7 separate regions of the Mus musculus genome follow, and regions 2, 3, 4, 5, 6 and 7 are each linked to region 1. Evidence: chromatin contacts called from public HiCAR-type, HiChIP or PLAC-seq, Micro-C and promoter capture Hi-C data. All regions are on one chromosome and are shown on one strand. The core of a region is the stretch at or near the end of the contact, and the rest is flanking DNA. Distances in the headings are between cores, read along the strand shown.

Region 1 (3,858 bases), core at 723-3,222:
ACCCAGGTCCAAGACCTAGTAGCAGCAATACGAAGAAGCCACGTGTCTTTGTAAAGGTGACTTTATTATTCCTAAAATCGTCATAAAATACAGCGGCGTTAATTTGCTATCGAGACCTTTCAGCAGCTCATAACCCAGCTGACCTCGGATTGTAGCTGAGTACCTGGCTGGGCCAGAACCTTGGCTGCGAAGAAAAGCAGCTTCCAGAAAGCTGGATGCTGGAGATTGAATAGAGCTTGGGGCAGGTGGGGGAGGGGGACATTAGCCTACTCTGGAAAGGTTCAAGGGAACAATTCAGGTAGATAGATGTAGCTGAGCAGACAATTAAGGTAGATAGATGTAGGTGAGCAGTTCCCTCAGCCCAATCCCGGGGACTCTTGAATTTCTGGGTACTTTCCTCTGAACCCGAACCTGTGGGTCTAGGAAGAGAGTCAAAGCTAAGTCTGGGAGTATGGGACGTACCTCTTACCTTCTCTGTACCTTCCTCTCAGCCCTTTGCTATTTCTCTCCTCCTTTCTTGCTTTTTCGGAATTACTTTTCCTCTCTAGGAGCCAGTGGAACTTTCCCCAATCTCTGAAGATTTCTCTGAGATGCTATGATTTCATTGCCCATGCTATGCTGTGGATCAGCGATAATAGCAAGAGGAGGAAGCTCAGAATCCTATAGACGGGAATGCATCCTGTCTGGCACAGGGGATGAGGGTAGGGTCCCGAGATGATCATCGATAGAAGGGTTGCCTGGCTGAGAAAGGTAGATGAGTACCGTCCTGTAGTACAGTAAGCACCAACAACTCCACGCTTTTATCAGTCCCAGTTTCAGCCCACCCCGAAGATGGTGGCTTGAAAACTATCATGTGTGAGACGAGGAAAAATAAAAACGGTGCCACAAGGCACTGGGTGCCCACCTGGCTGATATTTCCCCACACCCTACGCAGGACATCGGGTGAACCCACAGGGCTGCTGGATCTAGGCACTGCCTGACACCGATCCTAGACGGATTGACTACCTTGTGCTGGCTTTTCCTTGAGAGACAGGAGGCTCTCTAAAGCTCTCATGAATGCTCTAGGGCCCGCGACCCTCACAAGCTTTGGAGCCAGGGTCTCTCAGTCCTTTCTCTGACCCTTCTCCCTTTCCCTTCATTTGCTCATCACTTCTTTTCCTCTATGCTTCCTCTGCTAGCTACCAGACCATTGACCGCCGCGATGCTTTCGGCAAAATAGAAAACAGGAAGGAAAAGGAGAGAAAAAAAGTAAGAAAGTAGGGGAGAATTGCAGACTGGAGCAAAAAGCTGCAGCTGCACTCAGAATTGGGGGCTTGAGAAAAGTAAAATAGGGGGGAGGTGTCCAAAATGCGAAGGGAATTCACAAAAGCAGCCTCTTGCCAGAGCCTGGGTAGAGCTCTGGCTGAGGAGCTCCAACTGGAGAGGAGTCGGGCGCTTTCTTTGCCACTTACCCAGTCCTCTGTCTACAAAGCTAGTGATCGTATTAGCTGACTTGGAAGACTGGAAAAAGCTGGCATTGATGCCCAGCTTCTCGGCAATGGAGTAAGTCTTGTAGATTGACAGCATGTACTCGTGAGGCACCACGCGCAGCCCCCTGCCCGGCGGCTCCTGCCCCTGATGTTGTCCGGGCGGCCGCCGCCGGAGGTCCTTCTGCCGCAGCCCGTGCTCCGGGGGCGTCCGGCCCTCGGCACTCTCTTGTGGAGTTCGCTGCATCTTCCCTTCTTTGCGGTTCCCCACGTCTTTGGTGGAGTCCAATTCGGTGGAGGAGGAGGAGGACGAGGAGATGGAAGCCTGCTGGAAACCCGGCAAATCCCAGAGGAAGCTAATGAGGAAGATCGCCCAGAGAAGGACCCTAGGAGTGTCCATGGCGAGCGAGTGGCTAAGTTACTCGGAGAGGCGGCGGCGACAGCAGCGGCTGCGCCGGGCGCGAAAGGCACGGAGCGGCTGGACAGCGGCGGGGGCCGCGCTCCTCCTGCAGACTACGAGTGCGGGGAGCCGGGTAGCAGCTACACAAATCCAGGCCCTGCCACGCCCCCTCCCGCCCCTCGCCGGGAGGTGGGGAGAGGAGGGGAGAGCAGCGCTGCGGGGATAGGGAGGGAGGCGGGTAGTGCGGGCAGGAGGTGTGGGGTGGGGGGCAGCGGTGGGCTGTGGTGGTGGCAAGGTGAGAGCTGGAAGAGCCCCACGGGGTCCGGAGCGCCGACTGGGCGAGCCAGAGGCGAGCGCCTCTGTCCCAGGGTTGGGGAGCCAGAGCCCGCAGGCAGCCGCCTGCGCCGGGGACCGTCAGTCCCCACCAGCTGCTCGAACTTCTCCAGGGACCCGGGGGAGTGGCAGCCGCGGCGGCTGGCTCGGAGCGGGGGTGGGGGTGGGGGGCTGCTGCCGCAGGCTGCGCCCTGGCTCCGGGCAGTGGCACCCTCTCTTTGCCACCCTACCCTCCTAGCGGGCGGTTAGCACCCTCTCACCCCCCCCCCCCCGCGCGCCCACAAGTTTCATCCCTGAGTCCCGGAAGCCAGGCGCAGGGGCCAGTCCTTCACAGCCCCCTTCTCTTGGTAGAATGCTGCTTTCCACAAAGACCCGCGTCAATTCCCGACCTTCGAGGTCAGGCAAAGGCCACCAGTCTTCAGAGTTTGGACCGGTGCTCGGAGCTGCCGCGCTCTCCTGCAGGCCCCAGACTCTCCTCTCGCAGACCTCAATCTCTGGTGTTTGCTCCAGCTGCTTCATTTCTCTTTCGTGGGACCCCACACTTCTCTGGACCCTTAGGGGCTTGACTCCCTCTTCTTCTGCACCCGTACTTCCTTTTTCCTCTTTCCTATTGTCTTCAGGAATTAGTCCTTCCCCCAAATTCCTTCCCATTCCGATTCGATACCTCTCCTCACCCAGTCCCTGCCCCCCAAATATGCTTTTTTTTTTGGCTGTGGCCTCCCAACTCTCTGATCCCCACCCTCTCTCTCCCCCTTTCACCAGACCCCTCCCTGCGCAGCTCTACCCCAATCTGTTTCTCTTCAGCCCAGCCTCGCCCCATCACGAGTTTCCTTTATCTGTCCCCAGATTCCCAGTGTCTTCCCCGCCCACCGCCCCGCGGTTCAGGACGTTGCTAGGTTTGGCGGCGAAGCGTTGCTTCTCTCGCACAGCGCTCTAGACGGAAGTTGTCCAGAGTCTTTACAGGGTACTCACGCACCATCTGTAAACGTCCTCCTGTAAATTACTCCACTTATGGATTTAAAAAAAAAAGGGGGGGGGCAAAAGGCTCAGAGATAAAGGCTTTCCAGGGCCATTCAGCCAAGAGGGCACAGCCACGGATAGACCCAGGAAGCAGTGGTTCCACCATTCTGCTCCTCCTGGTTTGAGCTGTGTCTCTGTGGGTTCTCTCGCCCTGGCCCTCCTGTCTTCATTGGGACCTTGCAGGCGTGAGGATAATTTGGTCCTCTCTCCCCTTCTCTTTACTCTGACTTCCTTAAGAGGCATGACACTCACCTTGGACATCTGCTGTGTCAGGCCTGGCTCTATGGCCTTAGCAAACAGTTTCACATAATCTTCATAACAAGCCTGAGACAAGGGCCACATTATCTCTATTTTACAGACAGAGAAACTGAGGCCCACGATCACACTGCTCCTGTATTGCCACTACTCCTAATTGCGAGGCTATTGAGAGGGGCTGCTTTGCTCTCTATCACTAGAGATTCTGGTTCTACCCCAACCCATTTAACGTCCCTTAGGGCTACTCAGTTCATGACTGCCAACCCATGGCCTGTCTGGGACTTGAAGGAGTCTAGCTTCTTCCTTCTGCTTTCTAGCATTATCATTCACCAGTGTAAGGCTGAGAAAGGAGCTAGGAAGTTTTAAGTCTTAAATAATGCTTAG
Region 2 (3,858 bases), core at 404-2,903, 1.5 Mb before region 1:
CGCGGAGTCTCGTGCCTTTGCCAGGTGTTGCCTCTTCGGTAGAGCCGAGCAACCGAGATGGTCACGTCTAGAGAGCCCTGGGGCGACGCGGCTCCGCAGAACCGGCTCCTCCAAGCGGCCTCGCCCACTGCAATGCAATCTGGGTGGTTTTTCCAGATTCCCCGCCCAGTCCCAGCCCCCTCGACTCCAGGGGACAAGGAGGCAGGCTCGGAGACACCGGGGCTAGGGCGGGGCCAGGAGAGGCACCCGGGGACTCGGGAGCTGAGCGCGAGCCAGGCCTCCGCCTGCGATCCCGGACGCGGCTGCCACCTGCACCGCCGGCCCCCGTCTCCGGCCGCACCTCATCCTACCGGGAAACGCGCGCCGCGGGCCTCCGACTCCTCTCCCCACTCCCGGGAGTCAGCTCCCGCTGGGAAAGCGTAGTCTCTAGGTTGTCCTGACAAGGGTCCCCCAGGAGAGTACCAATAGGTTCCTGCGGTTGCAAGGGTGTGGCCGCTTCTTTTCACTGCAAGGATATGCAAGGCCACACACCGGGCGCCAAACGAGTAATATTTCAGACGGAATTCGGCTCCTAAGAATAGACCGGTTTAAAACAGAAAACTCGAGGGAACTCCACCGATGGCACTTTTCTAAAGTGTCAACATAACCTTATATAGCTCTTGGTGGCTTGTGGCAGGGCTGGGGTGGTTGGTGGTGGAGGCGCAGGAGTCTATGGGCATAAGTTGGCCAAGTCACACGCTCCAAGAACAAAAGGCAGGATATTTAACGAAAAGTGCGTTTGGCCTGACTGAAAAATCTCTATGAGGGCTGCGGGGCAGATGTACTTCTTAGCCAAGGCAAGTCACAGTTAACTGTGTCTGCGTCCTAGAGGGTGTTCCGGTCTCGAATTAGCAGCCAGCACGACGAAGATGTAACAATTATAGCAATAGAGAAGGGGCTACAGGTCCTTCCTCCCGAGGTTCCCCAGCTGCTTCGAGGGCTGTGATTGCATCCCAGGACCTGCCTAGCCAGCCAAGCGTCGGGTTCTGCGGCTCGGGGGTGGGGGCGGAGGCTCGCCCCGAGGTGGAGAGAGCGAATGCCAGCCTCCCGCGCCGTGAGGGGCAGGGCCAGCAGGACACCCTCCTCCGGCTGTTTGCACAGAAAGGTGTGCTGGGCTCAGGAGCGGCGTTTGCCGGGTTCCGCAATTACCCGCACCAGCTTCCCGGGCAGCCGTAGACCCGTCCCTCCCACGCGCCGCGCCCTGGGCCTCACCTCTGGCCTTCTTTTACCTTTAGGCACCTTGGTCATTCGCGCGACCCCTCAGCTTCTCCTCCCCCCCCCCCCCCCACACACCCTCGGCCAAGCCAACCCTCCAAATCCCTCAACGCTGCGTCCTCGAGCAGGGACCCTTCTCGTCGTCGTGCCCCCCGCCCCTTGGTCTGGCCTTGGCTACCCTCCTGGTGACAAGTAGCTCTTCCCCGCCTCTCTCTTTCCCTCCCCTTCCCCCAGCCCTTGCTTCCCCATTCATCCAGCCTTTGTCTCCCGCCCTCTCTTCTCCCTCCCCCAGCTCCCCTCCCACCGCTGCCACGTCGTGGTTTGAAGGAGCCAATGGCCGGGCGCCGCCAGGTGTCTCTTACCTGCACCACGTGGGGGAGGGGGGAAAAGGGGCGGGCAGGTAGAGCCACATCCCAAAACAGAAAAGCTTTCAGCCATTGCGCGCGCCTCCCGGGGGTGCAGCCCGGCTCCTGGGTTTTTTCTTAGACGCACCAGCAATTGGATACAAAAAGGGCAGGCCTGCTCTTCCCTCCTTCCACCCCCCTTCCTGCCCAGGGTGTGGAGCGCCGGCCAGGTGTGGGCTTGGGTGGCAGGTTACCGCCTTTTGCCCTGGCGGCCTCGAGGAGGGGGGTGGGCGCTTTCTTTTTCTCTTGGAAGAGGGTTTTAGCACAGGTTTTCTCGTTCTCACTTCCAACCCCACCTCGCCGCCTCCCGGCCCCCCTCCTCCCCCTCCCCACCTATCGTCATGACGGCGTCTCCGGATTACTTGGTGGTGCTTTTTGGGATCACTGCTGGGGCCACCGGAGCCAAGCTGGGTTCGGATGAGAAGGAGCTGATCCTGCTGTTATGGAAAGTCGTGGATTTGGCCAACAAGAAGGTACTTTACTATGTTCTGGTCCAAACGAGGAGTCGGGGCAACAACTTTATTGAAGAAAGTTGGAGAAAGGGTAGTCGGTTTCTTTTCCCTTTCCTTTTTTTTTTTTTTTTCTTTTCTTCACTTTTCTTTAAGTGGTTGCACGCTTATGAAGCGGGGCCCCGAGGCCTAGAGAATCCATAGCAGAATCAAACCTGTTGGCCAACCACCTTGGAGCCGTTTAAATCTTCTGAAACTTGGCTCAGGTAGAAAAAGGCCTCTCGCTGCCGAGCCGCGTTCTCTGAGAGTCGCAGAACGCCTATGCCAGGCTGGTGGTCCCCGGGGCGCTAGGGTCCCCTCCTTGGCCTGGGCGACTTGATCCGGGTAGGGTGGGGGTGGGGCGACCAGATCCCTGGGTTTCTAGGGAGCTTTGATTCTGCTGTTAGGTGCCTGTAGAGCTCGAGCCGTCCAGGAAAAGCCAGGGAGGAGGAAGGATTTCCAAATTGAAAAGGGGGGAAACCGACCCCTTGTTTTCTACCCCTTATTCCCCGAGGTGGGACAGCTGCACGAAGTACTAGTTAGACCGGATCAGTTGGAACTGACAGAGGATTGTAAAGAAGAAACTAAAATAGACGCCGAAAACCTGTCTTCCGCGCCGCAGCTGGACCAAGCCCTCCGACAGGTGACAGTTTTGGCCAGGCCACGCCGCCCACCCCCATCCAGGTGGCCCCCATACTCGACCCGACCCAACCCTGCGGCTCCACGCCCTCGTGGGGCGGCCTCTGCTTGTTTCTGGGGTGGGGTGGCGAGGTTCCCAGCCTTGTGTGTGGGAGTCCGGCCGGGGGGCGGGGGAGGGCTGCGGTGCTTGACTTCCCGGCCCCCAGGGTCTCGAGATTGAGATGGGCTCGAGCTCCTGTTGCCTCCTGAGTAGTTCTTTGGGCAGGAGAATCCGCCGCGCGAGGTTTACCTCACGGGCCGCCAGCGAAGTTGCAGTGCCAGCTCCGAGCTCACCCAGTCTCTCCTGGTATCTGGGTCTGTAGCTCGCCTGGGGTTGGAGGCGCAGTGCTGTAGAGGGGTAGACCCTCAGTCATACCGCGCTAATGCTAGCTATGGCTGTAATTTGGTTTGCACCTGAGTGCCCGCCTGATTTTAGCCAATTTCCAAAAGCTTAGCTTCCTCATTACTTCTTTACTGCCTTGATTGGGATCCCATGGAGTGGTTGCATGTACAAACCTGTGGGGCTGTTTGTTGGGTCATCGTGGAGCTGGCGGGATCCCCGGTTGAAATTGAGGTGACCTAAAAACTGCTCTGGGTGCTGACGGTTGCTAGACTCCGGAATAGGGCGGGTCTCAACACCTGTGCGGCAAATGTGCTCTGCGTTCTCCCAGCCTCCGCCGTAGCACACCAGTTTCCAGTTAAAGGAATTATTTTAGAGTATTTTATTTCTAGAGTATTTTCTAAAGAAAGGTGATAACCAGCCGCCTTACAGAATTCTGCTTATTCATTACCCCGCTTGTTTATCGGATATGGGTTCCTTAAACCTGAAACACTGAAAAAGTAATACTATAATATGATGTAATCTAAAAGCAATCTGTTAAAAGTGACCCGATTAGTCTCATCCTGAATATCGGGGCTGCTGGGAAGTGACTTCAACTCCCGAACAAAAACTGCAGATTGGTTGGAAAGCTCCCTTGCCTGGGTGAAAAGAGGAGGTTCCTGGGGAAGGGTTCTTTGTGGTATTACCCTGGTGT
Region 3 (3,858 bases), core at 472-2,971, 1.5 Mb before region 1:
GACATAATTATCATTCCTGGAACAGGCAGTACAAAACCATTTGTAGTTAAGGTCACAGGTTTTATGTGGAGCATAGCCTGATCCTTGAAAAACAAGTTTAATCATAAAGAGGAATGAACCTAATTTGTCATTACTGTGAGACGGCTTTTAAGCCAAAGAGGCTGATTCTTCCAAACCCACCAGAGGTCTCCTAAATGTCTAGTTTTCCCATTTCAGTTAGGCTGGGCCTTTCTGGGTTCTGTCACAGCTTCTAGTCTCAGCTAGACATCCTGTCTCAACTAGATATCCTGTCTCAGCTAGACATCCTGTGCTGGGCCTCTCCAAACCCTAGACATGAACCTAGTGTTGTGGAACATCCTTGTGGTTCCTTGGCTGTGTTGTGCAACCTAAGTGTTGAAACCCTGCCAATGGGAGCTCAAGCGCTGGGCCTCTAATTTTCTCAGCCTCCAGTATCACCAGGGTATACTCTGAGTCCAAGGCAAGGCAGAAAAAGAACTGGTGGCTCTGGCTGAACTCCCAATTAACCAGAAACAAGTGCTCTAACCCCCCCCCCCCCGTCCCTCCTGAATGTAGGATTGGACCCCCAATATCACTAGATCAGGATCCCACAGAATCAGAACAGATCCAGAAACCAGGCATTATAGGAAAAAAAATTAGGAGTTTCTGTGAATTACTATAGGAGGCCTACATAAGAAAGGAAGGAAAGAAGGAAGGAAGGAAAGAAGGAAGGAAGGAAAGAAGGAAGGAAGAAAGAAAAAGAAAGAAAGAAAGAAAGAAAGAAAGAAAGAGAAAGAAAGACAGACAGACAGCTATCCTTTTTTTGAAGTGGCTGTTCACTCATGCTTTTGGGCCAACTGAAGGCGTGCCACAGTGTTCTCAGTATGAGTCATGCACTGCACAACAAAATTAAACTGCATTCTATTGTTATGAAATAATCTCTATACATTCCTCATAGCAGACTATAAAGTACTATTGTGCTTTCTTCCAGAATATTGACATGAGCAAACATTTTGTTCAAGGCAGTTTTCGTGATTGACACGTTGCTCTCTCTTGTGTTTCCTTTTTTATATGATAATAACTTAATTTGCTTATGTAGCTGAGGTTGGCCTTGATAATGAACCTCCTTCCTCTACTTGTCACGGTCTGGGATTACAATAGGGAATAACCTGGTACAAACTTTTTTGTAGCCGCCAAGTGTCTACTAAACCAAACTGTGTATCACTCTTGCCATTGCAGCAGTAGGGAACCTGAGGCAAGTTGAGAGCAGCCTTGGCCATATAGAGAGATCCAGTCTCAAAAACAAACAAGCAAACAAACAAACATCTACTAATCCAAAGGACCTGCCTAGAACGTCTTGCCTGGCTTTGAAATCATCGTAACAAGTCCAGGACTCGTTGCTCTGCAGTTGAAACTCCGTTTTCTGTTTGAAAAATCGGCCGGACATAGGGACTGGATCTGGCCTACAGTCTATGACTTTCTGAGACGGATCCCAGCGTCACGAAAAGCTTGCTCTGGCTCCTGCTTTCCTGTGAGGCTCAGCAAGGAGCGAGGGCGGCGGCGGGGACTCGCTCCTCCCAGGAGCATTGCCATCCCGTGGCCATCGTGGGCATGGCTGAGGCGCTCTAGCGAAACGCTCCGGCCGGGCCCCGCTCCCTGCACTCTGGTTCCCGGAGCGCCTTGGAGGGACCCAGTTGGCGGAGACACCAGAGGGGGGCGGGTCAGGAAGTGGGGGCGCGGCAGCCGGGAGCTGGCCGGGGCGGCCGCGGGGTTTGGATACTCGGAGGTTTGGGAGACTCCGGGCTGCTCGGGAGCCGTAGGGCCACTCGGGTCTCCGCGGAGACGATGGCAAAGGAAGAAGGTGAAGGCTCCGGCGTGTAGCGCGCCAACTGCCGCGGCGGGCTCGGGAGAGGGGCCGGGCCTGACTGCTGGCTGCGGGCCGCGGGGAGCAGGGCGGGCGGGGGCGCGCGCCCCCGAGTTTGCAGTGGAACCGGGCGCGAGCCGAGAAAATGGCCCAAAGTTTCGTCTCCCGAAATAGGACGCAGAAGTGGAACTTAAAGTCAGGAGTCTCGGAAAGGAAGCTGTTGTTGGGTGGCGGGGCTGCGGGTCCGGAGTTGCTCCGCAGTGGAAAGCAGGACGAGCTTGGGTGGGTTCTGGTCCAGGCTGGAAGCTTTGGGTGCAGAATGGGAGGGATCGCACCCCTCGCGGGAAACTGAGGCTGGGATCTGGGATGGACGCGCAGAACCTGACGGAGTTCACTTGTGCTCTAATGGATAACAAATGCCAAAGGGCAGGGGCATGTAAGTGGTTTTAGGGGAGGAGGAGGTCAGTTTTAGGGTTAAAACTAATGGACTGGAGAGAGCTCTGCACGCTCCTCAGGGTCAGTGCCAAGGGAATTTATTGTTTAGCCAGCAATATTTATCCATAGAGGATTTGGACAGTGAGCAAAAGATAGGAAGCGGCAAAAAACTTAGCAGTGTACGATACATAGTGTAAAAAAGTATTGGTGGCATAGTAACTTCATGGGATGTGTATGCACGATTGAGCTCTTGGACTTCATTCGCTCGGATGAACAGTTACATGTTTCATTCTGCTGGAAAGCAGTTTTTATCTTACTGAGTGGAGTTGTGAATGCGACCGTTAGTTATCTGGTTTAGATTTAAGCCGTTGAACCAAGGAGACAAGAAGGGAGTTTGAAGAATTCAATGGAAAGCCATTTTTCAAAAGACTATTAGAAGTACATGCTGACTGGGACTAGATGTCCTGTCCCTGAGGTCATGATTCAGCCATTCCTCCTCTTCCTGCAGCTCTTCGTGTTAAATTTCATGCACATTTAAGATACTACCTAAAACCAGCCTCAAAACAGGTTGCTGGTAAGGAAGAATGTAATTCCTCTTTTTTCTTTAGCTATAGCTATATCTGTGTTTGCAATGTGTTATCATTTGACAAAGATTTTTTTTAAACTTTATTTTTGTGATTAGTTACAAATCTGTGTGGGTAGGTTGATAAACCAGTTTGTCTTTGTGAGCACATTAATACTTAACACAGGAGAAAAATCGCACAGTGCCACTAAAACTTGATATTGTAAATATGCAGAAATTGCATTTAAGATGGAATTATTATACTTAATAACTATGATGTGGACCTTTTTAAAAGGCTATATCATTTTGTAAAAGTAGTTGACTATAAACTGTTAAATGATTTTTGGTTATAGAATTACAGGTAATCTAAAAACATGTGTTTTATTCAGGACAATTACTGGGTGGCAGTTTTATTAAAATAATGGGTCCTTTCAACAAATATTTAATTCCTTGGCTAAGTCTCTATTCTTTTGGGTGCTGGGATATAATAGTCAACAAAGTATAAATATTTATTGTAATGATGTTTGTGATGATAATATTTACAGCAAACACGTCCCGTGTCAGGAATTTCCCCGAATCCCTTCTGTTTACATATCGTGTATTTATTATGTTAAAATTAGGCCAGTCTCTATATTCTTGTTTGAATTCAGGTCAGGTACAGTTTATAGCTTTTGGCTTATTCTCAGGTCCTTCAGGAGCCTCTTTGTTGTCCAGCTGTCCCTGGAAGTAAATGTTCTTCCAGACGCCTCTCCTGTACTGTGTGTGCAATGGTGCTTGCATTGATGCTTCCTGAAACAGACACAGGCTTTGAGGAGAACAGTGTTAACATTTCTCTTGGACCCTTTCTAGTCTACATGGACATCTGGAAGCCTGTTTGTAGCTCTGTTGGCTCATGTGCCTATGATGGGACTAGAGATTGAAGTAGCAAGGTTATTCTTGTGGATATGTAGTCATCATTTAGTTTGGCTTTTTCCTTCTCTTCTCTCTCTCTCTTTCTCTC
Region 4 (3,858 bases), core at 375-2,874, 1.4 Mb before region 1:
TGAGTTCTCCATTCAGCTAGATACTTTTTTACAAAGTGATACAAAGAAGTTGAAAGCATTAACATGACTTTATAATAGCTTTAAATTTATTGCTGGTTTATAAAAGCCTCGATTCGATCAATCAAAGGCTTGCTATCCCAGCTATTCCTGTTTTGTTTTGTTTTCGAGATAGGGTTTCTCTGTATAGTCCTGGCTTTCCTGGACCTCACTCTGTAGACCAGGCTGGCTTCAAACTCAGAAATCTGCCTGCCTCTGCCTCCCAAGTGCTGGGATTAAAGGCATGCGCCACCACTGCCCAGTTTATCCCAGCTAGTCCTAAAGGATATAAGATCCATCAGAATATTTATAGAATAGTTTTACATATTCTATACATGGTTTTATTTTATTCTTTTAAAAAGAAATCTAAAGGGGCTGGTGAGATGGCTCAGTGGGTAAGAGCACCCGACTGCTCTTCTGAAGGTCCAGAGTTCAAATCCCAGCAACCACATGGTGGCTTACAACCATCTGTAACAAGATCTGACTCCCTCTTCTGAAGTGTCTGAAGACAGCTACGGTGTACTTACATATAATAAATAAATAAATCTTTAAAAAAAAAAAAGAAATCTGAAAACAAAACAACAGATAACCACCCAAAAAAGCCCACAAAGAGCTTAATCTATAATCCAGCACTTGGGTGGTTGATTCAATAAAATGGATGCAAGTTCAAGTTTAGCCTGGGCTACATAGTTCCAGGTCATTCTGGGCTACAGAGTGAAACCCTGTTTCAAACAAAGCAAAACAAAACAGGAGAAGCATCTAAAAGAAACTGACTAAATCTGAATTTTTTTCTTTGTTTCTCAGGGTCCCTTTATGAAAACAATCATCTTTAGTAACACATATCTGAAATTTTCTATGAGGTGTGTATAGGATGTCTGGGAGTTTTCTTCAAACTTTCTTCTGGATGTATTTTGTCCGGATCAGCTGGCCAGTCAGCTGATCACAGGAACTCTCTAGAAGGACCAATCTGGCTTTGGCTTTTGCTCTCCAAGTGCTGGGTTTTACAGGAATGCCCCACTACACCATGCTTTTTAGTTTTATTGATAATGATACTTAAGGACCTTTCAGAATGGTGGAACGCGTAAAATAGGGTTTACTGTGCCTAGACTGGAGATCTGAGGAAAATTAACTAGCTTCTTATTCCGAGAGTTAGTCTTGGGAAGTCGCAGAAAAGTTTGTTTTTTTTTTTTTTTTTTCTTTTTTCCGGAGCTGAGGACCGAACCCAGGGCCTTGGGCTTGCTAGGCAAGCACTTTACCACTGAGCTAAATCCCCAACCCCAGGAAAGTTGGATCTTAATTATGTAATAAGCCTTGGGAAACGGGGAGAGGAGTTAGGCTGGAAGGAGTCTCAAAAAGGTAAAGCACCCAAGACAAAGCAACTAGATTTGGTCTCTTTGGTTTTCTTACGAAGACATCGAACTCGCTTCATTTTCTCTGGGAATGTCCAGAGAATCTGGAGAGCCCCGCCAGAATCTAGCTTCTGAAGGGCCAGGAGACTCCATGGCAGCTAAGGGGCGGAGCAGTCTGCTGTTCCCGCCCCTTTCCTCCGAAGTCTAACTGGGATTGGTCGAGAGCGTGGCTAGCTGCGGATCCGGGGCCGGACTCTGGCCGACTACTACGCCATCTTGGGCTGTGCGAGCTGACTAGAGGTTCCGGGCGGTTTCGCTGGATAAAGGGACTGGGCGAGGGTCAGGTTGGAGCCCGGAGGCGGCGGGAGCAGCGGCGGCGGGGGCAGGATGAGCGCGGAGGCGGCGGACCGGGAGGCGGCCACCTCCAGCCGGCCCTGCACCCCGCCGCAGACTTGCTGGTTCGAGTTCCTGCTGGAGGAGTCGCTGTTGGAGAAGCATCTGCGCAAAGCCTGTCCGGGTGAGCGAGCGAGCGAGCGGGCGGGCGGGCGTGGTCTGCGGCCCGCTGCCTTCTGTCCCCCGCTGCCTGAGGCCTGGCCGGCGCCGCTGGGCCCAGCTCGACGGTGCCTCAGCCGGGAACGTCGCCGCGGAGCGTCTGCGGAAAGTTTCAGACAAAGGCTTTCGGTCTGCCGCGGTCCTCACAGCGAAGGGCGCCCGCACTCGCCGTGCGGGGGTCGGGTCGCCGATGTCGCACGGCCCTGGGGGTGACTTCGTGAGGGGAGAGCGGCTCTGCGGAGCCTAGAGCCGGCCGTAGCCTTCGGTTCATTCAGCCAGGGGATTGTGTATTTCACTGTTGAACCCCGAATTAATATAAATCCCCCGAAAACAGCTGCTTCGGCTGTTGTATAGGGATACCCGTGTTGGGCAAGGAACATGGCCCTTTTCCTCTTTCGGGCATTTTGGTAAAGGTACAATGTAAGGTCTTTACCTTTAGTTTGCTCAGTTCTCATCCGAATTTGGCCTTGTAGGAGACTACTTTGTGAAAAGTTGGCATCATTGGTGGGGCAGTTTTACCAAGTGTATCTCAGTGCTTTTAGAGCTTTCCTATTGACACATTGTTAGGGGCTAGGGTGCCAAGCCTCCGTGCTTAGCTCTTTAAATAGGTTGCGGTCCTTAGCGAAGCCTTCATTATAGTGAAGAAAGTGGCATTAGCCGCTACTTTACTGGTGGGAAACAAAGCTAGAGACAGTTCAATAAAAGACCCCTGTCAAAACACTACTTCTTTCCTCCAATTGGCATTGGTCTTATCTTGAACTGGGAACCTGTAATGCTTAGTTCTTCTCTGTGAAATGCTTTGTTATGAATCAGTTTTGAATCGTCCCCAGACCCTCTTGCTTATTAATTAAGCTGGCAAACGCCGATCTGCAGCTGTCTCTGACCACACCTCCAGATGTTTCGTGCCCCCCAAGTACCATAGTCTTTAGTATACGCGAATCCTTTTGCGTTTTTATAACGAAAACTTTAAGAATTTAATTTCTTTTAAATCCTAGATCCTGCACCAGTTCAGCTTATAGTTCAGTTTTTGGAGCAGGCTTCCAAACCTTCAGTTAATGAGCAAAACCAAGTCCAGCCTCCACCTGATAACAAGAGAAATCGCGTCCTAAAGCTTCTTGCTCTTAAAGTTGCTGCACATTTGAAGTGGGATTTAGACATACTGGAGAAAAGGTATAAAGCTGTAAATGGCATTACATTTGAAGCAGTGTTTGAATGTCTTTGTTTCTGTCTGGATTCTAATGTTTTTCTGATAGTGGCTTAAAATAAATTACTTTTCTGCATGTTCATGGCAAAACATTCAAGCATGTAAAGAAGGTATTAAGAAAGTAAACCTAGACATGTGTGTAGTCCCAATAGCCTGAGGCTGAGGCAGCAGGCTTACTAGAGCCCCCAAGTTAAGAGACCAGACAGGACAGCAGGGTAACTCAAACCATCCAACTCTGTAGGAAAGCTGCAGTAGATAAACCACCCTTTAAGGTAAAGAGAAAACTGTCTTCTTGTGGTACTAGAAATTACAGCCAGGGTCTCTGTTTTTTACCACTAGTAGCTGAGTTAATTATTGCTTCAGGCGTGGTAACATGAGAAAGTCCAGACTGAGTGCTGTAAATGTTTTGGTTAGCAGTTGATTTACTCTTGGATTTGTTACTTTTTGGCCAGGGATCATTGACGCCTCCCCAAACTGTTACCATCGCTACTCAAGTCAGCATTGACTGACTTAAACGCAAATAGTTCCAAAGGGATGCTTAGAAATTTACTTATTTTAATCCTTTCTTTCAATTTAAAAAATAAAAGGAGTACCTGAAGAACGTATAAAGACAGACATAACATTTTTGTGTATTTTTTTGTCCTGGTTTGCCCAGTGTTCTGGTTTTTTAGTGTCAGACTGAGCCTAAGCCTCAGAAGTGCTAGGGACGCAGTGCCA
Region 5 (3,858 bases), core at 993-3,492, 1.3 Mb before region 1:
TCTACCACATGTGGGAATTAGTTATATATTTTTTTCTTTGAAGGATATATATGTGTGTGTGTGTGTGTGTGTGTGTGTGTGTGTGTGTACATATATATATATATATACATATATATGTACATATACATATATCTCAGAATGCTTATGGTTTGTGATAGGCAGTTGAGAGATTTATTTCTCTGACCTGTGATGAGGAAACTGAGCTCCAGAATGAAGTGAAAATAACTTGCCCAACAGCAAGTGAGCTGGTGTCTTGAGGCAGCAGTAGGGCAGGAATCCTTTCAACCTGGTGCCTTCCTTGCTTTTCCCTGCACATGACCTCAGGCTCCTTCCAGCCTGATTCTAAAAACTTCAGAGACTAGCACTTTTCAGTGGCTTTGGCTGCCAGCAGGAGGCTCCAAAAACATCTTTTAAAATTAAAAACAACAACAAAAGCACCCACAACTTTGATGAATGCAGTTTTGAAATACCAGCTGGCTAAACATACTGATGAAAAGCAACCTTAAAACGATTACTTGTGGGGCTGGAAAGCTGGCTCAGTGGTTAAGAGTGCCGACTGCTCTTCTGAAAGTCCTGAGTTCAAATCCCAGCAACCACATGGTGGCTCACAACCATCCATAATGAGATCTGATGCCCACTTCTGGTGCATCTGAAGACAGCTACAGTGTACTTGGATATAATAATAAATAAATTAAAACAAAACAAACAAACAAAAATGATTTCTTATGGGCCAGAAAGATAACTCAACATGGCAACGTGTATGGTGGCAAGCCTGATGGCTTGAGTGTGATCCCCAGAATATACATGGTGGAAGAAGAGAACCTAGCAGTTCAAAAAAACAAAGATGCTAATAAAAAGGTTTGTTCTTTTAGTCAGAAACAAGGGATGGCCTTGAACTGATTCTCCCACTGCCACCTGTTTAGTACTTGGTGGCATGGGCCACCTTTGATTCAAGTAATTTAAAAATCAATTTTGAACTACAAAAATACCAAGCCAAAAGAGTTGCCTGTGCTCCTTACACCTCTGTCTATTTAGCTAATTTACAAGGACTTACCACATCCTGTTCAGAAGTCTGAAAACAGTGAACAGAGAGCGGTTAGGTTGGTAATTCACTGCTTTGTTAACCTTAACTTTTGAAAGCAGTCGTTTCCATGAGAAATACACTAGGGAGCAGAAAGGAGTAAAAGACAAGATGAAAAACAAAAGAGACACTGGTCACAAAAATTAGTAGGCCATGGTTTCCAGCAAGGACTTTGAAAATTATAGTGGCTGAGGCTTGTACAAGCTGCCTAGTGTTTTCACACCTTACAATCACCACCAAAGATGTGATTTTTAAGATCTTGGGGGCATAGCCGGGCGTGGTGGTGCACGCCTTTAATCCCAGCACTTGGGAGGCAGAAGCAGGCAGATTTCTGAGTTCGAGGCCAGCCTGGTGTACAAAGTGAGTTCCAGGACAACCAGGGCTATACAGAGAAACCCTGTCTCGAATAAAACCAAAGGGGGGGGGGGGGGAGAAAGATCTTGGGGCATTTGTAATGATGTCGGTCCGAAGACCCAAGCTCAAAACTACTCAGCATTCTGAAAGAGCTCTTTCAGCCAGGAACTCCTTTAGTCTTTAAGGAGTTAACAGGTGGAAAGGGGTTCCCCGTTAATCTGCTCTGAACTTTTACACGGAGTAAACACACCGTGAAAGTGGAAGCAAAATGAAGGAATTGCACGTGAAATCCCTCTGCAAATAGTAAACACCGCTTCCTTTTAGTTAGCTGTGTGGCCTTAAAATTACTTTCTGTGCCTCCAAGTTTCCTCCGCTTAAATAAGCAATGTTGGGGCCTCGCAGGGCGGTCGCGACTGAAACGAAGTATTTAGAACCCACAGCAGTCTCTAGCACACCCCAAGTGCCAGCGACCAAACTGATGAGGACGGAAGCGACGGGAAGTGCTCTCCCCACAGGTGCAGGCTCGGTGATGCGCGAGGTCAGGAGGGGTCGGGCGGGTCTCCGGGTAACGGAGCAGGTTTCCCGTCACCCGCAGGTTCTCGGTGTCGCCGTGCTCGTCACGGCAGGGAGAGAGTCCGGCATGAAAGCCAGAGAGCGGGCAACCAACCGCCGCCCTCCCGCCTGTGTAGCCCGCACTTACGTGAGCCGAGCAGAGCTGCGGGTGCTGAGGTAGCTGCGGCAGGCCGGGCTCCTGCGCTGCGGTCGCTGCCCTGGCCGCCGCCGGCCCGTCCGGGTCCTTTTGTTGTTGTGCAGCTCTGGGAACAGCTGATCGGCTTCCCAGCCCCGCCCCGAGCCGCGCCAGCCGCAGGCCGACCAATCGGCTGCGCGGGGGCCTCCGGGGCCGCCCTGCGAGAGGTTGTCACTAACGCACGTGACCTGGCACTGGGCCGGCGGCGCGCCCGGGGCAGAAACAAGCCCGGGCAACAAAGCGGGAGCCGGAGAACACTCCGGGTGAGCGGGAGGAGGGGGAAGAACAGCGGCCCGGGACTGGCCGTGGTGGGAGCCGGCGGGACCGAGAGGAGAAGAGCCCGACCCCCGGAGCCGCTTCGGCTGAGTGAGGAGCCCAGAGTGTGGGTACAAGGCACTCAGCCCCCTTTTGCTGAGGGGCTGGTTAGGGATAGTAGTTGCTCCTCTGGTCAGTGTGGAGAGAAACCAATAGTCGCGATGCTGAAGGCAACCCACCGCTGGACATTGTTTTAAAAGAAGTCAGGGCCCCAAATACATGGGATGCCTGTGTCCCACTCATTCCTCACCCCTTAGACAGTAAGCCGGGGCCTAGTCTGCCTTATGAACTTGAACAGGAAGCTCTCAGGTCTTGCCCCCCAAGAGTCTGCTCTAGAAAGACAAAAGTCGGGCAGAGGAGGCCAGAACTCGGCCTAAAGGGCCTTAACTTCCGAAAAGAGGAACCCCGAGTGAAGAATTACCTCTGTTTCTTCCCAGGGGTCTGCATCTAAAGCCTTATAAGAACTGAGGAGGTTATGACCTTTTTTACAAAATGTAAACATTCACAGGACGCCTAGGTCCTCACCAGCTATTTATAGTGAGAAGAAAATGAGACACTACATTTATAAAGAGAGTCTAATCCAAAGCTCTACTGCACATACATTGGGGGATTAACTAGGAGTGACAGGAGTCATGTTGGTCCTGTCAGTTATATGGATTCTGTGGGGCTGAGATGTAATCTTCTGGCCTTGGTAGTCTCAAGAGACTCCTAGGTCTCGGATAGACCATCGAGTCACAGCCTGTTTGTCACCTAAGAAAACATCATCGGAAAACACAGATATTTACAATTCACAGTAGCAAATTATACTTATGAAATAGTAACAAAAACAGTTTTTATATTTGGGTCACCACAACATGAGAACTGTATTAAAGGGTCACAGCATTAACAAGGTTGAGAACCGCTGGGCTATACAGATGTGCGGACAAAGAAACAGGTTATAGATAAAGATGACAAATATCTGGCTTCTTCCTCGTCCTCTTGACATGAGACAAAGACCTTGTTTGTGTGCTTTTTCTCCTGTCAGCAGGGGTTCTCTTCTTGGTGATTGGTCCAGGCTAGTCCTGGACATGTTTTCCTGAAACTGTGGGCCCATCAGCTCCCTGTTGTTTAATTTACCAACCCCAAATTAGGAGAGGGGAACCCATTCCAGACCACAAAAAAACACTTAAAACACCGAGCCTTCCAGGGGAGAAATGGGTTTTGATCTCCAAGACCCTCTGCTCTCTGCAGGGAGTCAGAGAATTGGTCTGACACTCAGGTAATGATCAGTATGTGTTGATCATTTGACCATACATGCTTCAAGGGTGATCTGTGCTCAGTCTGGATTTTAGATTTTGGCAAATCAAATATTTTCTGTCAA
Region 6 (3,858 bases), core at 769-3,268, 1.2 Mb before region 1:
TAGAGGGTGGATATCTGCTAAGCTCTAGTGCTTTAAAGACTTATTATAAATATTGAAGTTTTGTGTCTTTTATCTGGGAACTGAATGAGCTAAGGTGAGGTAGAAACCCTTGATTGAGATTAAAGATTTACTGCAACAAACAACCATTCCCCCTTGCCTCTCTGGGCTTAACACTTATATACCCTCAGAAGGGTTCCCAGAATACCAAAGGTCACACAATCACAGAAACTATTTGCAGCTGGCAAAACCGTACTCTGCTAGAGCACGAGGCAAACCATAGTCAGCTGCTGTGTCAGCCCCACATCCTTACATCTGGGATGTAAACAAAAGTACATCCGTGTAATATTTCTCTGTTTTTTTAAAGAAACCAAAATTCCAGAGTTTGCAAAAGGTCCTCCTTGGAGCTGGAATTACAGGTGGTTGTGAACCACCTGATGTGTATGCTGGGAGCTGACATAGCTAGGCTCCTCTGAAAGTGCTCTTTTTTCTTTTTTTAAAATTGAAAGTGGTTTTTCATACAATATATTCTGGTTGTGGTTTCCTCTCCCCTACCTCCTTGGAGATCACCCCCACTTCCCCGCTAAGTCTACACCCTCTCTTTCTCTCCTTCATTAGAGTACAAACAATTGTTCTTAACCACTGATCCATCTCCCCATCTATCCTTTGAATTCTTTATCTTTTTCCCCCTAACTCTCAAATGCTGGCATTATATGTGCATGCCACTATACCTATAGACTATTCAATTAATAATAGTTGGTAACAACATATCATTTGTAGTATAGTATCATTTTATTGTATTTTAAACTGTTGTATTTAAGTATTTAAATTAGCACATTATGGCATGTACATAATGTATTTCAACATTTGCCTCCCATTACCCTCTTTTGTCTCCTGCCCCTCTGAGCCTCCTTTTTGTCTTCTGAGCTCCTTCACCTCATCTGGTACTATCTTACCATTTTACTGACTGACCCATCTCTCTAGCCTTATACTGGAATTCTAAATTCTCCACAGGCAAAAGGCTTTGGCCTGATTCCTGGCTGAGAGGCTACTTTTCTATCTCAGGTTCACAACTTCCTCTTTTTGTCTTGCTTCAACCTCACTGTGTAGTGTAGGCTGACTTTGAACACTCAACACTTCCTGTCTCAGCCTTCTTAGTGCTGGCGTTACAGATGACAGAGGCAAGTCAGATTTTACAACATCGAGGGACTGTCAATGGGTTAAAGCAGGAAACAAATGACTCCATGCTCTTGGGCTTTTAGAGTGTTGTGAGAGACAACTAACAGCAAATGATATATTGTTACTGTTAAAAAAGAAAAAGGAGCCGGGCGTGGTGGCGCTCGCCTTTAATCCCAGCACTCAGGAGGCAGAGGCATGCGGATTTTGAGTTCGAGGCCAGCCTGGTCTACAAAGTGAGTTCCAGGTCAGCCAGGGCTACACAGAGGAACCCTGTCTCGAAAAACAAAAGAAACAAAAAACAAACAAAAAGAAAAGGAAAAGGAAAAGAAAGCAAAAGGAAAGAAATTAAATTTTGTCTCTGTCTCTCTCCCCCTTCCTCTCCTTCCCCTTTATCCTTAGTGGTTGATAATGGAGGCATAACCTGGTGCATCTCTCAAGCATCTTTGTGTTTTTCTCTTGGAGGTAGAGTGGCTAATCAGTGTACCTGTTCAGGGCTATGCTGGGAGGTCTCTGGGAATGTGTGTGGGTGAATAGTGGGCATTCAGGTACAACAAGCTTCCAGCAGTGCGGTTACAAGTGTCAATAGCGCCCTTGAAGAGGATCAAGAGAGGATGGGGGTCTCTGGGGTGACAGGATGTAACGTCAGTCGCTTCTTTAAAAAGCAGGCACCCATCCCTTTTGGCGTTCTGGGGTTCTGTGGGAGTGGACGCTGGAGAGGACAACCAAGTCACCAATGTGCAGGATTATAGCGACACCTGGCTCTGGTCTGAGTGGCGTCCTTCCTTTGCGGAGTTGCAGAGATCTGCCGGGGGCGTGGCCACTTTCCGGGGGGCGTGGCCTCAGGGTCGGAGGGCACCCGAAGCGGGTGTCATGGCGACCTCCATGCTGGGTTCTGTCCGCGGCCCAAGGCCATTCGGTTTGGCTAACCTGTTCCATCGCCAGCCGCCTCGGGATGCGTGGGAACGTGTGCGGCGCCTGCCGGGGCCCTCGGCGGTCCGGCGCAGCGTGGCGGCGGCCAGCGGGCCAGGCATCCCCGGTTCCCACCTCTACTGCCTGGAGCTGCTGAGGTGAGTGGCCGCGCCCGGGGGACATCCCCGAGAGCCCAGAGCCTGTGGAACGCAGAGCGCTGAACCCCGAGCCTGGGGCTGCGTCCTCCGGGTCCTGCGTTCTGCTGGGCTCTGTGCCCGTGCTTGGAGAAGGAGACCGCAGGCCTGTTCACGTGGCTCAGCACATCCTCTGCCTGAACCCTAACGTTAATGGACCCTACAACCTTTGCATGCATAGCACTTTTTATTCATGGACAGCTAGTGACTTTAACACCGTTAACTGGCTTTGGGCTCTGTGTGCTGCACTATTAAAAGTAATTCACGGGGCCTGCGCATTTTTAGGTCCATTGGTAGGGTGCTTGCCCAGCGTGCTTTGGATAAACACATCTCACAAAAGTTGGCACACTCACTTTTGACGCATCTTCTTAGGAGGTACTGGCCAGAGGTTTAGATTTAACTACAAAGCAACCTCAAAGCTAAAATTTTGTTTACAAAAGTAAAGTCCAAAGCAGCTTATTTAATTCTCCTTTCAAGTTGTGATTCCCATCAAGGGAGTTTAAGAGTTAGAGCATTAAGAGCTGGAGAAATGGGTTAGCGGTTAAGAGAACAGGCTCAGGTTTGATTCCCAGCCCCGACACGAGATCTAATGCTCTCTTCTGGCCTTCTTGAGCACCAGGTAAGCAGTGTATAGACATATGTGTACGCAAACACTCATACACATAAAAATAAATACAATTTTTAAGATGAAGTTTAATAATTTCAAGGGAACAAGGGATTTGCCAGAGATTTACAAGAACAGCCTCATGACTTGTGTTTTGTTCACCTGGTGTCAGGAAAGACATCTGGGATTTCCTCTGTAGACATGTGTGGGGGTTGGGCCTGATGGGAATTGAGCCCTATGAATAATCTATGGCTTAATTACATCCACCCACACCGCCCCTGCATTTTGCCCTCCCTGCTAACAGCAGTTATCCGGTATGGTTTTTGTTTGTTTTGAGACAGGGTTTTTATGTAGCTGTGGTTGACCCTGTAGACCAGGCTGGCCTGGAACTCCTTCTGGTCTCTGCCTCTCAAGTGTCGGGTCTTTTTTGTTTTGTTTTGTTGTTTTTATTGTGTGTTATTTTTATTTCACGTGTATGCGTGCTTTGCTTGTGTGTATGAACTGTGTGCATGCCTAGTGCCACCGATCAGATTTTCTGGAACAGTTGTGAACCAATGTGATGTTGGGAATCACACCTCTGGAAGAACAGCTCTTAAGTACACAGCCAAATGCCTGCTTTGAAGGGCTTTAGAGTGTAACTAAAATAACTAAATCACCTTGGATCTGATTAGGGAAGCAAATCTGAGAAATGCAATTGCTTCTGTGTTTGCCAAGAGTTTCAGGTTCCCCTGACTCTGACCAAGTACTGAGTTTACAAGCTTTGGCTGTCAACCTGCCATGTTTGGTTGCTGTTTTCTTTATGGTGCTGGAGGCTGAGCTCACAGCCTGGCGATGCTAGACAAGATCTGCCCCACTGAGCTATATGATAGCCATCATAGTCCTAGACAGCTTCTCACATGTTTTCAAAAGCTGCCCTTGAAATCATGAAATTGTGGACTCGCCGTCTCTTGCTGTAGACGCCTGAGTATGCACCAT
Region 7 (3,858 bases), core at 962-3,461, 1.2 Mb before region 1:
TGTATAGTCCTGGCTGTCCTGGAACTCACTTTGTAGAACAGGCTGGCCTCGAACTCAGAAATCCACCTGCCTCTGATTCTCGAGTGCTGGGATTAAAGGTGTGTGCCACCACGCCCAGCCGGGCAGATCTTACCATCTAAACCGGTGCTGGAGTGACAGGCTGTGTCAGAACTGCCCAACTGTCTTTAAGTGACTTTGGTTTCTCATTTTGTATGGGTTGCTATGTTACAGAACTTTCTATGATGGTGGGATGTTTTATAGTGCCAGTGTCTTTATAGTCACGTGATCAGTGTCAGTAAGGAACCAGATCTTAAATTTAAATTTTAATCAATACACCTGCTTAGTGGTTTTGCCAGTATGAGTCTAAATAAATGGCTTCCAAACTGGGGCGCACACATCCCAGGAAGGGAAGAGAATACACAGACTGCAGGTAGAAAACTTATTACTCCATAGATTTATATCATTATTTGGCATGTCTTATTTAATATTTAATAACAAGGTAAACTGTAATAGACATATGTGTGTACACATTGTACATGTATGTTTAATAATTTTCATCATTCATTATTCTTAGCTTGTGCTTGGCATGTTACAAATATTGATTCATCTAATGACTCTTTGAAGTACTCTTATTATTCTAGTTTTACACACGAAGGAACTAAGGGTAACTAAGTATGTCCAAGGACGCAGGTATCATAGTTTGTGGCAAAGCCAAGATTTTGAGTGTAGACAGTCTGGCTTGCATCTTTGTACTTTAAGTTAAACAAGTGTGTTGTAGGGAGGGCAACTTTTTTTTGTTTTTTTTTTTTTTTGTTTTTTTTGTTTTTTTTTTTTTGAGACAGGATTTCTCTGTATAGCCCTGGGTGTCCTGGAACTCTCTGTAGACCAGGCTGGCCTCAAACTCAGAAATCTGCCTGCCTCTGCCTCCCGAGTGCTGGGATTAAAGGCATTCGAAGAGCAACATTTTTATTGATGACACTAGAAACACAGCAGTTCCTAATCTTAAAATTTAAAAAGATTTTAGAGTGTGCTTAGTCTAGCACACATAAAGATTGTGTGTGTATACGATTGAAATCCTGTAACTATCCCTATTACGACAACTGATCTCCTTTGCCAGTTTTGTTCTGGATACTAATTTAAAACAACTGTATTTGTTTCACAGACATTCTTCTTCCTCTTCCTCTTCTTCTTCTTGTTTTTCGAGACAGAGTTTCTCTGTAGACCAGGCTGGCCTTGAACTCAGGATTCCGCCTGCCTCTGCCTCCCAAGTGCTGGGATTAAAGGCGTGTCCAACACCGCCCGGCAGCTCTCAATCTTCTTAATGCTTTAATATAGCTCCTCCTATTGCGGTGGTCTCCACCATATAATTATTTGTTACTACTTCATAACTGTAATTTTGCTGTTATGAATCATAATGCAAAATATGTTCTCCGATGGTCTTAGGCGACTCCTGTGATCCGCAGGTTGAGAACTGCTCAACAGGAGGCTAAAAAGAAAATTCCTGAATAAAACTTTAATAATAACCCAATTTCTACCCCTTTCCTGTTTAAACGGTGTGCTTTTCCCAGCCAGCCAGCCTAGATGCCTCTGCTATCTCTCCGCAGCGCCTAGTAAACGCTCTTCTAACCCAGCGTCATGGTAGCACCGAGTTCTAGGTACGCGAAGCAGTTGGCCGAGGGGAAGTTTTGAAAAGAGCGGAGTTCTTCGGCATAAGGTTACACAGGAGCCTGCGGGTCATGGGTGCGGTAAGCGCAGACCCCTGGCTTGGGAGAAAGCGACAGCAGGTGTTCGGCTGAATGGCCGAGCCGGGCGGGGTTGGCAGACGCGGTTGGGTGGCGAGAAGCAAAGCCTTTCCTGTTCCTTAGGGCGGGAGGCGTGGAGGCAGCTTCCGCCCATTCTTCCAGAGAACTTCGCGGACTGCTTAAGAGCCCTTTCCGAAGGCTAGCCCGAGTCAGGAAAGTCAGGTCAGGCGACCCAGTCCAGCCTCAGCTGGCTCAGACGCGCGTCACCTCTGCAGAGGCGCGCGTTCCCCAACCCCGCCGGGGGAGGCCCCCGAGTGGGTGTGGCCTCCGCTGAAGAGCCCGCCCCCCGTGCGGTCGCGTGGGGATGGAGGGGCGGGGCAAGGCGATGGGCGGGGCGAGGGAGCCGGGAAGAAAGGGCAGGGCGGGTGTGCTCGTGCCCGTGTTTGGCGCTTGGGCGGGGGCGCGCCGGTGCGCGCGCAGGAGGGAAGCCAGCCGGAGCGGCCGTTGTCGGGTTCGACTGGAGGGGCGGTGAAGTCACCTGCGAGCGGCTGCGCCCGCCGCGTCCGGATCGCGCCGGCCTCGCGGGGCCCCACGCAACCCTGCGAGGCTGGGGTCGGGGAGCAGGCGGAGTCCGCGCCCGGAGTCGGCGACTAGGAGGACTCGCACCCTCGGCGCCGCCGCCCGCGCGGGGTCGGGTAGGTGCCATGGGGGTCGGGACGCACCGGGCGGCGGCGGGCTGGGGAGGGAGAAGCGAAACTTTGCGGGCGCCTATCCCCGCGGGCCCGGGCCAGCCGTGGCGCGGGGAGGGGTTGGCGCGGGCGGCGGCGGCCGACGCCATGTTGGGGTCTGTGGGAAACGGGGCGCTCGGGCGGCTCCCCTCCGGGCCGGCGCTCGGGCTGGAACCGCCTGGGTCCCGCCGCGCCCGTCCGCGGGACGCCGCCCGGAGGGCCAGGGCCGGGACCATAGACGGCGGCTGGGGACTGGACCTCGCGTCGCCCCCGAAGTTGTGGGGCAGCAGGACTCGGGTCCCCAGATCGTGCGGTCTGAAAACTTTGCAGGGTCTGGGCGTCAGGGGCACGCTCTGACTCCAGCAGTTTATTTTATGACTTTATATGAAAATGGCACCGTACAATTGGCTCAGATAGGAGCGGTAGCTTACACGCTACTTGAAGGGTTTTTTTTTTTTAAGTTTTATGATCTTTTGCCTAGTTTTTTTTTTTTTTTAATGTTATTAAAGGCCAAGAGCTGGTTCCCCAAGTTGCTCGAGTAGCCTTGTATAGTCCTCGAATATTAAAGCAGTAAGTTGTGTGAGTGTGCAGTGGAAATGACTAGTATTCAGGTTACATACACCTAAGCAGTAATTCAGACTCCCAAGTACATTAAACTGGTAAATGCCTTCTTTGTTATGTTTTAATATGTTGCCTAAGAGACTCGTTAAAGAACCATTTAGAGTTGAACGTTCAGTTGAAACGTTAAGGCATGTGTTGTCTTAAGACTAAGTGAAATAACCCAGTGTGTTGGCTCATGCCGGTTTTCTGAGCACTCCCGCGGGCTAGGGCAGAAGCATTGCCGCGAGTTCAAGGCCAGCCTTGGCTACAGCTTGAGTCTGAAACAAACAACCCCAGGACCACAACAAACAGATTAGGGTGATTTTGACGATTCAGTTTTTTTTTTATTCTTTTTCCTTTTCGTTCCTTAAAGGTGCATGAGTTTTGAGCCCCTATCTTTGTACCTTTATAGCTTAAGGGGTGGGAGGACCCAGGTTAAATCAGAATTAACCCAGGCTATTTTTAATCACTATGGGTCATGAGAGCATTGGGAGGTGAATGGTATTAAGTTGCTTATTTGGAAAGCTCTTTATAATCGCCCCTGCCCCCAAATGAAACTGGTGTACAGCATGAAGTAGCCTAGTAAATAAATACCCTTAAAAAAATAAAGGCGGCTTTAAAATTATGTTAAATGGGCTGAAAAGACTCTTAACAATGCAGAAGCCGTAAACAGCCGTGGTGGTTTTCCTTTTTTACTCTTTAGTTTTTTAAAATCATTCTACTATGTGGGGAAGGAGGAGGCACGCAGCCCCAGACCTCACGCAGAGAGGTCAGAAGACAAATTTCCT

What was found. Promoter capture Hi-C pulls out the DNA fragments that hold promoters and counts their contacts. Hi-C and Micro-C count contacts between places; a contact is called where the count stands out from the background. HiCAR-type assays count read pairs that join an accessible place to other places. HiChIP or PLAC-seq counts read pairs in DNA pulled down with a chosen protein or histone mark.
Region 2: a contact with region 1 is called in a Micro-C map of embryonic stem cells, with 4 times the contacts expected there. The contact joins the promoter of Esrp1 here to the promoter of Gdf6 in region 1. A contact is called at or near these places in 3 of 39 promoter capture datasets (cranial neural crest, hippocampal neurons and second pharyngeal arch cranial neural crest), 7 of 484 Hi-C or Micro-C datasets (embryonic stem cells and nephron progenitors), 4 of 115 datasets of contacts at active chromatin or transcription factors (astrocytes, embryonic forebrain and embryonic stem cells) and 1 of 9 other capture datasets (embryonic stem cells).
Region 3: a contact with region 1 is called in a promoter capture Hi-C map of embryonic stem cells, with 2.7 times the contacts expected there. The contact joins the promoter of Dpy19l4 here to the promoter of Gdf6 in region 1. A contact is called at or near these places in 2 of 39 promoter capture datasets (cranial neural crest and embryonic stem cells).
Region 4: a contact with region 1 is called in an H3K4me3 HiChIP or PLAC-seq map of embryonic forebrain, with 6 times the contacts expected there. The contact joins the promoter of Ints8 here to the promoter of Gdf6 in region 1. A contact is called at or near these places in 1 of 39 promoter capture datasets (cranial neural crest) and 2 of 115 datasets of contacts at active chromatin or transcription factors (astrocytes and embryonic forebrain).
Region 5: an H3K4me3 HiChIP or PLAC-seq map of embryonic forebrain shows a contact between it and region 1, with 7 times the contacts expected there. The contact joins the promoter of Trp53inp1 here to the promoter of Gdf6 in region 1. A contact is called at or near these places in 2 of 39 promoter capture datasets (embryonic stem cells and neural stem cells), 5 of 484 Hi-C or Micro-C datasets (cortical neurons, nephron progenitors, palatal mesenchyme and 2 more), 10 of 115 datasets of contacts at active chromatin or transcription factors (astrocytes, embryonic forebrain, embryonic hindbrain and 5 more) and 1 of 9 other capture datasets (embryonic stem cells).
Region 6: an H3K4me3 HiChIP or PLAC-seq map of forebrain shows a contact between it and region 1, with 7 times the contacts expected there. The contact joins the promoter of Ndufaf6 here to the promoter of Gdf6 in region 1. A contact is called at or near these places in 6 of 39 promoter capture datasets (cranial neural crest, embryonic stem cells, frontonasal cranial neural crest and 3 more), 2 of 484 Hi-C or Micro-C datasets (cortical neurons and embryonic stem cells), 3 of 115 datasets of contacts at active chromatin or transcription factors (astrocytes, embryonic hindbrain and forebrain) and 1 of 9 other capture datasets (embryonic stem cells).
Region 7: a HiCAR-type map of astrocytes shows a contact between it and region 1, with 5 times the contacts expected there. The contact joins the promoter of Plekhf2 here to the promoter of Gdf6 in region 1. A contact is called at or near these places in 4 of 39 promoter capture datasets (cranial neural crest, hippocampal neurons, maxillary cranial neural crest and 1 more), 1 of 484 Hi-C or Micro-C datasets (muscle stem cells) and 11 of 115 datasets of contacts at active chromatin or transcription factors (astrocytes, craniofacial prominence, embryonic hindbrain and 6 more).

The regions. Positions count from the first base shown.
Region 1 is chr4:9,842,486-9,846,343 of GRCm38.p6, reverse strand. Gdf6 (growth differentiation factor 6) reads right to left here and starts at 1,972. Exons shown (of 2, transcript NM_013526.1): 1 at 1,452-1,972. The coding sequence starts at 1,866.
Region 2 is chr4:11,384,578-11,388,435 of GRCm38.p6, reverse strand. Esrp1 (epithelial splicing regulatory protein 1) reads left to right here and starts at 1,653. Exons shown (of 16, transcript NM_194055.3): 1 at 1,653-2,131; 2 at 2,661-2,789. The coding sequence starts at 2,000. It overlaps Gm35631 (a long non-coding RNA gene), which reads right to left and starts at 1,304. Exons shown (of 2, transcript XR_390400.3): 1 at 1,252-1,304; 2 at 1-571. RefSeq lists an enhancer at 1,384-1,413.
Region 3 is chr4:11,320,000-11,323,857 of GRCm38.p6, reverse strand. Dpy19l4 (dpy-19-like 4 (C. elegans)) reads left to right here and starts at 1,721. Exons shown (of 19, transcript NM_001081201.2): 1 at 1,721-1,858. The coding sequence starts at 1,843.
Region 4 is chr4:11,252,025-11,255,882 of GRCm38.p6, reverse strand. Ints8 (integrator complex subunit 8) reads left to right here and starts at 1,624. Exons shown (of 27, transcript NM_001159595.1): 1 at 1,624-1,902; 2 at 2,933-3,107. The coding sequence starts at 1,773.
Region 5 is chr4:11,154,825-11,158,682 of GRCm38.p6, reverse strand. Trp53inp1 (transformation related protein 53 inducible nuclear protein 1) reads right to left here and starts at 2,242. Exons shown (of 4, transcript NM_021897.4): 1 at 2,136-2,242.
Region 6 is chr4:11,074,365-11,078,222 of GRCm38.p6, reverse strand. It overlaps Ndufaf6 (NADH:ubiquinone oxidoreductase complex assembly factor 6), which reads left to right and starts at 2,018. Exons shown (of 9, transcript NM_001085493.2): 1 at 2,018-2,243. The coding sequence starts at 2,047.
Region 7 is chr4:11,005,972-11,009,829 of GRCm38.p6, reverse strand. Plekhf2 (pleckstrin homology domain containing, family F (with FYVE domain) member 2) reads left to right here and starts at 2,211. Exons shown (of 2, transcript NM_175175.4): 1 at 2,211-2,437.